2 separate regions of the Podarcis muralis genome follow, and region 2 is linked to region 1. The links are chromatin contacts, called in public Hi-C maps. All regions are on one chromosome and are shown on one strand. The core of a region is the stretch at or near the end of the contact, and the rest is flanking DNA. Distances in the headings are between cores, read along the strand shown.

Evidence for each region. Hi-C and Micro-C count contacts between places; a contact is called where the count stands out from the background.
Region 2: a Hi-C map of blood shows a contact between it and region 1, with 5 times the contacts expected there. The contact joins the promoter of LOC114589486 here to the promoter of RBMX in region 1. A contact is called at or near these places in 2 of 3 Hi-C or Micro-C datasets (blood and tail).

The regions. Positions count from the first base shown.
Region 1 is chrZ:46,201,264-46,206,007 of rPodMur119.hap1.1, reverse strand. It overlaps RBMX (RNA binding motif protein X-linked), which reads right to left and starts at 1,847. Exons shown (of 10, transcript XM_028714582.2): 1 at 1,703-1,847.
Region 2 is chrZ:46,351,470-46,356,306 of rPodMur119.hap1.1, reverse strand. LOC114589486 (pinopsin-like) reads left to right here and starts at 3,517. Exons shown (of 4, transcript XM_028715860.2): 1 at 3,517-4,441. The coding sequence starts at 4,063. LOC114589487 (a long non-coding RNA gene) reads right to left here and starts at 3,392. Exons shown (of 2, transcript XR_003704675.2): 1 at 2,842-3,392; 2 at 1-2,713.

The DNA.
Region 1 (4,744 bases), core at 598-3,097:
AAAAGCTCTAATGCAAGAAACTGTTACAATTTTTAAAAAAGAAAACCAAACCTAATTTAAGATAAGGAAACATTCACAGGGGAAGAAAATACAACAGCTCCCCTATGGTTTTTTAAAACTGAAAAAGGTTGAAAATGCACCACAGTGGTTACGACAAAGGGAGCTGTCTCCCACAGGGATATTTATTTATTTTGCTTTTTGAAAACTTTATTGAAATTGTTTAATAACAAAACATTCTTTTGTCCAAATATACTAATAAAAATCTATTCAAACTTATACAATTCCTTTCACCATACATTCTTATTCATATACATAAGACTTCCCATCACCCCCCCCACTGTATTTACCATTTCTTTTTTCTGTTGTACTAATAGTTGTTACTTTTTTCTGTTTATGTTATCTTATACTTCCTTACATCTTTTTGTATCCATTTGCATTATTTTTTGGTATATTACACAGAAATATCCCACAGGGATATTTAAGTAGTCCCCCCACCTGAATTTTTTTTTCCATTAAAAGGAAGGTGGGGAAACTGCTTAGCCCTTTTATTGAAACAAGGATTACATTCAGAATTCTATCGAACAGTTCACTAAACAATAATATAAACAAGTAACTTCTGAATATTTTAGACCACCACTATGTATGCTTTGCAATGTTTCTATACTCCACCATCACTGGCTAAAGGCTCAGTGGGGAACTTTCAGGATTTTAAAAAACTCTGTTCAACAAGGTCCAACACAGTAAGCTCATTGGTACATCCAGCTCAGTATTGTCTGCTCTCCAGAGTTTCAGGGGTCTTTGCCAGTCCTGCCTAGAGATGCTGGGGACAGGACCCGATACCTCCTGCCTGCCAAGCAGATGCCCCAACACTGAGCTACAGCCCTTCCCCCAAACTTGCACTTGAGGCTTTTTGCTCTCCCCTCCTCCATCCTACACCTTTTAAAATTTATTTTTAGACTCTTAAGCCCAAGGACAGCGGCTGCCATCAGAGATTTATGCTCTTATAATAGTGGTTTTATAAGTCGCTCTCAGAGCCTTTCTTGGCTACAATAGAGAGGGGGGAGGGAAACTCGGAAATTAAAGAAAAGCAAGCAACTGAATATACCCAAAATGACAAAAGGCCACATTCAGGTAACCCTGCGGCCGCGCATGCGCGACGCTGAGACCGCCAAGAATAGGGGAGGGGGTGAAAGCGCATTCCATTAAGACGCAAGAAAAGAACGAGTCGCGCCTGCGCAGTCGCGGTTTCTAGCGCCCACCCGGCGCCCTCGCGCGCTATGCGCACTTCGGAGAAAGGGGAGGGGGCCACAAAGGAGGGGCTGAAGGCGATGGCAAAATGGCGGCTTTGGCGACCCTCCCTCCCTGGCAGCCCAGCCCAGCCCCCCTTCCCCTCCCCCTCCGGCTCACTTTTCCCTCAGGGCCGGCCCAAGGCGGCAATCGGCCCCCGCCCGCCCGCCCCTCCCTCACGGTTTAAAATGGCGCCTCCGTATGAATGAGAGGAACGGGCGTTGAGAGGGCGTGTGCGTGTGCGGAATTAAAAAGGAATAAACGGGAGACCGCAGAAGGCGAATCTCCCCCCACCCTCACTGCCGCCGGTGTAAGCAATCGGTGTGTGTAGGGGGTGGATAGTAAAGCGCGGGCGATTCGAAAGGCGTGCGCGCGTGCGCTTCTCTCTCGCCCCCCCCCCCCCGCGCGAGCTTACCTCCAAACCGCCAGTAGATCAGCAACGACGCACTGAGAAGGAACAAAGGAGCCGAGGGCCTTTATATACCTGACGTCAGCACATTCGTCTCGAGGCCAGAAAGCCCGGATGTAGGCGTGAAAAGAAGGGGGCGGGGCAAGCAGGGACACACCAGGCAAGAGAGGCGTGGCCTTTTCAGATAGGAGGAGGGCCGCTTGATCTGGCGAACAGTTGGTGGGTGGGTGTGTTGCAGCTTGCTCTGGAGAACTGGTGGGGTGTGTGCATAAGAAAAAGAAAGAAAGAAAGAGGGCTCAATCAGCACAAGCACAAGAATACAGTATGCTGTCATAAGAGAAGCCCTGATCAGAGAGGAGAGTTAATAAATGAACCTCTCAGTGTTGCGTGTTTCTATGCTAACAAAGACTGCATCTTTTTACTTGTATCTTTTACTTCTGTTTCGCTGTAATACCACTAAAAAACGTAGCCGAGGAATGCAACTGTGGACTCTATCAAATGTATTGCCCTTTTGTATCTTTCTAAAAGGTGTTTTCTTACACTAGGAGATGTAACTAGAATAGAAAAATGTAACTGGAAGAATGTAGCCAAAAGATTTTCTATTCTGTCTGACTTTCCAGTGCCGTATACTTGATCTGTCAATACATATTCTGCCGTTCACAAACTGTCAAAATGCCTTCAAGCACCACAGCGCCACCTACTGGGTCTACAAATGACATCGTGAATACACACAAAATGCAACATAAAATCAGTTTAATTAATAAAAGTATGCAGAGCGGAACTTCACACCAGCACTGATAATCATGCAGAAACAGGACTTCACATGTGCACACCCCTTGGTCTACACACCCCAGGTCTACAAACGAACTACAATTTCCTTGACTATGACACTGTAGACTGCGGGGGCAAGTCAAACATGGATTGAATGGGGGAATTTGACTTCTGTCAGCCTGAGTTACGAGCCTTGCTCAGACACTCACTGACACCCCAGCTCCAAGGAACTCAATACTGGGAACTTTTTATACGAGACAGACATTACATCCGCCTGGGTACTGCCATTTTTACCCTGGATAATCAACAAAATCGCCTGCGATGTACGAACGGTAGCTACTTCCTTTACAGCCAAGGGGAAGTTACCAAGCACCCAAACTGGACAGAGGTGGACAATGGGGGAGCTGTTTATATCTACACAGATTCCAACCACCCCACAGAGAACTTAATTTTGTGGTTCCAATGCCTTTGAATGGACTCTCAGCCCCAGAAAACCCACCTACAAGGACTTTTCCTACGGCAATTTTGTTGCCTCTGGGACATTGGAGTAACCAATGACTGGGAAGGGCCAGAATACCTGGAAGGCTGGCTTCACTCTGCAGGGGCTGCACAAAACCCCGAGTGGACCACACTGGGCCTCAGAGGTGCGGGGGGTCGCCAAGGACATGAGACTTCTGAAAACCAATGACCCTCTGCACCCCCTAGGCACTGCACCGAGGCATTTTGACGCAACCCCTTTGTACCCGGAGCAAGATCTTCTTTGCTTCTGGGACCAGGAGGAAATATTCAAATGTGGAGCAAGGTGGCCAGAGAAGCTCCCTACCCCAACTGCTGGATCTCAGAGGCAAGGCCTGCCCTTGGTAGCAGTGGCTGTGACCTTGGACCAATACTCCACTGGGGACATCACTTCCTGGAACCTGACAGCCCTGAACCTTACCCATCAATACCTGTACTTGCCCCTCTGCCACCTCTTCGCAGGGGAAGGAACCCCTGTTGGGAAAAGCACCTGTGACACCAACCTTGGCATCTTGATCACAGGGCAAGTGACTGTCTCTATTACTCAGTCTAGGACTTACCCAGACCTCACCAGTGCGTTGAAGGAGGCCATGGGCCAACTGGCATCCAGATTACCCCAATGCCATGCTTCTCCAAGCCTTTGCTTCCAGAAGTGAGCAATAAGGGGGAAAGAGTCTCAGTACCCTAAGGGGGGAAAAGGAGGTATAGACGAAAGGTGGATAAAATAAATTTGACTGTGGGACTTAAGACAATGTTTCGAATGCCCAGGAAACTCAGCATACCCGAGAGAGGTTTGGAACTTTGTACAGTGGTACCTCAGGTTACATACGCTTCAGGTTACATACGTTTCAGGTTACAGACTCCGCTAACCCAGAAATAGTGCTTCAGCTTAAGAACTTTGCTTCAGGATGAGAACAGAAGTCGTGCTCCGGCGGTGCGGCAGCAACAGGAGGCCCCATTAGCTAAAGTGGTGCTTCAGGTTAAGAACAGTTTCAGGTTAAGTATGGACCTCCGGAACGAATTAAGTACTTAACCCGAGGTACCACTGTATCCCTGCTGAGGAGTTTTCGGAATATCACTTTGGGCAACAGTTTACCCTCTCTATATACCAATGTTGAAAACATTGTAAAGACCATTCTGAAGGTACTGAACCAGTAAATGTGCAACGTGCATCACCCCACCCCCACTGCCTCAGTCGGAGGTGGTAAATGGAAACTGAATAAGAGGCTGAAGATTGAGGAAAGAGAGAAGAACTTGGAGGGGGAGGTGATCAATGTCTTTTTATTTTTTAAAAAAGAAAAGATCTCTCCAGGACTTGGAGGAGACAAACTACTGGGGGATATATGGGGTTAGATGCAGTCAGATTGTAACCTGAAAATTAGTGATTATTATGTATGTTCTTGGGTACAGTATTTAATTATGTGTAGCATTTTCTAAGTGGGGAGATTCAATATAAGGAAACCATCTAGATAAGAAGGAAGGAACATTTTTAAAAGGTACTTAAGAGGAAATTAAGGAAAGGAGGTCAGAGACGTCCGCTGGTGGAAGGGGGAATAGCAGCTAAGAGAACAAGTTTATTGAGTTTATTGGTTAACAAGATAACATACGACCCCTAGTGGGAATATATGGAACCACATTAAAAAAAACCCCACCAACCTAAAGAAACCTAAAGGAAACATGAAACATAAAGGATTAAAAGTATTAAAACAACAAAATTTTGAATCAGCAAACAAAACTGGGAAGCTGCTGGCTTGGCAATTA
Region 2 (4,837 bases), core at 2,268-4,767, 150 kb before region 1:
TTGAGGCTGATTTTTCTGATGATGTAGGACTTGATCCAACTAAGTTTTACTCAAGAGTTAGGGATAAAGGAAGAAATTAAATTCAGCTTACATTTAAAGGTGAGCCTACCTAATTGCAGTCTCTGAAACAATACGTGAAACAGAATTTTGCCCATTGTGAAATTGAGAGAAATAGGCAGGACATGAATAGAAATTAATGGATGTAAACCCTGTTCTTAATTTCCAGTGCATCGGCTTTGAGTAAAAAGTAGCAGGATAGAACCCACAGATGATTAATAAGATGATCTTTGAATTTATAATTTTATTGGCAAACTTTGCTGGTTTAGCTTTGGATCCTCAAAAGCAGGCATAGGCAAACTCCAGCCCCCCAGATGTTTTGAGACTACAATTCCCATCATCCTTTACCACTGGTCCTGTTAGCTAGGGATGATTGGAATTGTAGTCCCAAAACATCTGGAGGCTAGAGTTTGCCTATGCCTGCTCAAAAGCAAGTGCCTAGACAGGGCACCATCTTGCCCAAATTCAGCACTTTACATGTTTACCCAGAAGCAGGGTTAGAAACTGAGATATGAAAGCTAGGAGCTAAATGGCACTTTAAACCAATGTTATGGGTGCAGCAATGGAATGTCTAGGTGTGCTTTTTTATAACAAGGATACAAAGCTGAAAATGAATAAACTGCAGCTAAAATATTACGTTCATTTTTCACATGGTCTCTAGTCCTTCCCCTGCTTAAAGGTAAAGGTAAAGGTACCCCTGCCCGTACGGGCCAGTCTTGACAGACTCTAGGGTTGTGCGCCCATCTCACTTAAAAGGCCGGGGGCCAGCGCTGTCTGGAGACACTTCCGGGTCACGTGGCCAGCGTGACAAGCTGCATCTGGCGAGCCAGAGCCGCACACGGAAACGCCGTTTACCTTCCCACTAGTAAGCGGTCCCTATTTATCTACTTGCACCCAGGGGTGTTTTTGAACTGCTAGGTTGGCAGGCGCTGGGACCGAACAACAGGAGCGCACCCTGCCGCGGGGATTCGAACCGCCGACCTTTCGATCAGCAAGCCCTAGGCACTGGGGCTTTTACCCACAGCGCCACCCGCGTTCCCCTGCTAACCCCCCCTAATATTCTTAAGAGGGTCTCTTCTCCTGTCTTCAGAGAGTAGCTGGAAGTGGGGAGGCAGAAAAAAGGTCCTCCTTTCCTTCCACTCTGCAGTTTTAATCTGAAATCTTAGGGGCAGTACTGTGCCCAGAGCTCAAACACTGCTCACACTAATTAAATTCCCTGTTGCAAAATGTGCCTAGAACAATGGGAGTTTCGAACACTGCCCAGAAGCAAGTACCACTGTGCTCAATGAGGCCCAGAGACATATGCAGCCCTATAATGGGAAAGTTAAGTATTTGCTTAAATCTCTCTCTCTGTCTCTCCCACACACATACACCAGAATTAAAATAAATCTTATTTTGGTTGCATCATGCCAGTTGTCACTAGGTAAACTCTAAGCAGGACCTGCCACATTCCTGCCCCACACACTTGTGATTGCTGGAGAAAAGCAATACCTTTCCTTCTCCTGAATTAATTTATGCATGTGCTACTTTAAACCACGGACGGGGTGAGCTCCCGTTGCTCGGTCCCTGCTCCTGCCAACCTAGCAGTTCGAAAGCACGTCAAAGTGCAAGTAGATAAATAGATACCGCTCCGGCAGGAAGGTAAATGGCATTTCCGTGTGCTGCTCTGGTTCGCCAGAAGCGGCTTAGTCATGCTGGCCACATGACCCAGAAGCTGTCTGCGGACAAACACCGGCTCCCTTGGCCTAAAGAGCGCAACCCCAGAGTCGGTCACGACTGGTCAGGGGTCCCTTTACCCTTTACCTTTTTTACTTTAAACCACATGAGGGCACTATTTGTCTTGCAAGCTAGCGAGCACTTGCTTGTAGTCTTCACTTTGTCTAAGACTCAAAGTTAATTCCACCCCTAAAAGTAGAGCCATTATTTGTTTGTTGTCCTCTTCCAGCTTGTTGAGATAGGATTTCTGCTATTTCTCTCTCACCTCTGCTTATCTTGTAAATAGTCCATTCTGTGAATAAAGCCTTTGAACTCCAGAAACTGTAAGTGATCTTTTCAATCCAATTCATCCAAGATGCGAGGTCTGTTAATGTTGATGCCCAGCACCAGGCATTCAGAGGCATACTGTCTCCAGCAGTGGAGGAGGCAGATAGTCTTCATGGCTGTAGCCACCGATAACCTTAGCCTTATGAATTTGTCCAAATATATGAACCTAAGGATTCAAAGGACTGTATGAAATTAAGAATCAGGAGCCAACTTCAGGCATCTGATGATGTGGATGTTATTAGGATGCTGTAATAATTAATAATTGTGAGCCTGCAATCCAAGGCTCCCAGTACTTTCACTTCGTAGATCAGTTTCTCATGAATTTGGTCAAACTCTTAACATTTCACATAATGTAGAGATTATGGGGGATCTAGTCCCCAACCCAAGCTCACAATATCACCCCACCCCCCCAGCAATGAGTATCTGACCCAGCTGTGGGATCTGTAAAATATTTGTCTCATAGAGAAATAACAAAAAAGTGAGTAAGGCATCTAGAAGCATTTGATTCCATACAACAAAGCTACACGTCTCTCCCAAGGCAGCACGTGCTGACACCTTTCTCGCATCTTCTCCAGCCCTCCTCCTTCCTTCTGGGCGCATGTTCCAGTCAAATCTGCATTTCAAAAACAGTTTTCAAACACAACAATAGCTATCAGAGTAATTCTAAACCGATTAAACAGCGTGATTTATATATTTTTAAAAAACACTTCACCGTATTTCCTGGCAAATAATGCTCCTTACATCCAAGTCTTCGTTGCGCGGCTAGAGGTCTTTTCCTTTTACCGATCTAGAATCGTCTGCTGTCGCTGGACAGCCTCGAGCTCTAGTATTATGTGTGTGTTGGGGGGGGGGGGGAGGTCCTTCCCTCTATTTGCTCCACCCGATGTAGAAGACCCTTCCTGTTTCCCCTCGCAAGGTGGCGAAGCGAAAGTAAAAAGGAGGCGTGGTTCGGGTCACTCAACTGCGGTGGAGCAGTCCCTCCCTTCTAGAAGGCAGTTCCATCCCTTCGTTGTCGCGGCGCTGCTTTTGACTGAGCCAGAGCAAATGTATAAAATCTGACGCGCCAAAGCCGCTTTGTTTGGTGATCCGCCTAGGAGCTTGGTGAGGAGCCGCTGCGGAACAGCCGTGCCGAAAGCGCGCGGGACTCCCGCTCTCCCTTACAGGGAAAGATAGTTTAGAGTCTAGAGTTCCTGCTATATTGGAAAGGCGCGAGGAGAGCGTCGCGGGAGGCAGAGCTCTCTCCGCGCAAGGCTTGCTTTCTGCACTGCCTTGCCGGGTAAGGGTGGGGGTCGTTGTCTTTGGTTCCCCTTTGCAGGCACAAGAACGGTCCCTCTCGCCCTCCAAGGGGTAGGGCTTTGTTAAAGGCGGTTGCGTGAGGCGGGGTGGGGGTGGGCGGGCGTTGTGCCATAAACAAAACGAGGGCTCAGGTCGGCCTCTGGTCTCCTCGCGTGTCTTCATAAGTGTAAAGGCACAGGGATCACCGTGCATGCGCGGACACCACTAGGACAGGGCACAACTTTGCGCAGCATTACTTCGCATTAGAAAATCGTGGCGAGGCAGGAGGGGCAACGCTTGAAAGGTGCGCTCCTTCAACTCTTCCCTGTGTCTCCGGCTCAAGGCAGCGTGAACTGCTGCGCGAATACGCAGCTCCGTCCTCTTTCCTGGATTTGCGCTCCGTTGCGGCCAAGGGGCTGCCTGGTGGGTCCATGCTCCTCTGCTAAAGGCGCACAGATTTCGCCCGCTTCAGGGGTTGGGCTGGGCGCGTGGGTCCCTCTGGAGAAGAATCTGTACTTGAGGGCTTGATTGGAGAAGGTGCTCCGGGAAGGTTAGGGCAGAGCCAGCTGCTGCCCACACGCCTCTCTAGGAACTGTGCTGCTCGAGTGTTAGGCTGTCCTAAGTCGCGAGGTGCCCTGACAATTTCTACCAAATCCGCACCCCAAGGGCTTGGAGCAAGCTGCTGCTATGCGGTTGGCGCTGGGCGACCGGAGCCTCAACCTTTTCAACCAGAGCGCGGCAGGAAGCGCCGGTAATTTGAGTTTCGACAGCCAGCTGCTGGACTCTTCTGCTGGGAGCCTGGGACGGACGGGACACCTGACGATGGCTGTGTGCCTGGGCGTCATCTTGCTCCTGGGCAGCCTCAGCAACCTCCTGGTGATGCTGATCTTCGTCAAGTTCCAGGCCATCCGGACACCCATCAACCTGATCCTGCTCAACATCAGCCTCAGCGACCTCCTGGTCTGCGTCTTCTTGACCCCTTTCAGCTTCGCCTCCAGCGTGCGCGGCCGTTGGCTCCTAGGCAAGGCCGGCTGCAAGTGGTACGGCTTCGCCAACTCCCTCTTCGGTAGGTTTTTAGAGCAAGGCTCTGGTTTGGGGGAGGAGGCGCGTGGAATATTTGGGAAAGCAAGAGGGGTTTGCCTTTAGGTTCCTGCGTGGTTTTAAACATCGAAATTTCTGAAGCTCCAGTTCATTTATGTATTGATTTATTAGATTTAACTACCACCTTTCTCCTTCACAGTTCTAAATATCTCCTTCCCTATGAGGTAGGCAGATAGACTGGCCAAAGATCACCCAGTGCCAGTGTGATTCATGGCTGAGCTGGGATTCAGACCCTGGTCTCCCAAGTCATAGTCCAATATGCTAGCTGTTACAGCACCCTGGCTATGTGGAGACCACACCAGAGAAAGCCATAGAGTTGACCCAGCCTTGACCAAAGCTATATGCTGGGTGTGGTCCCATT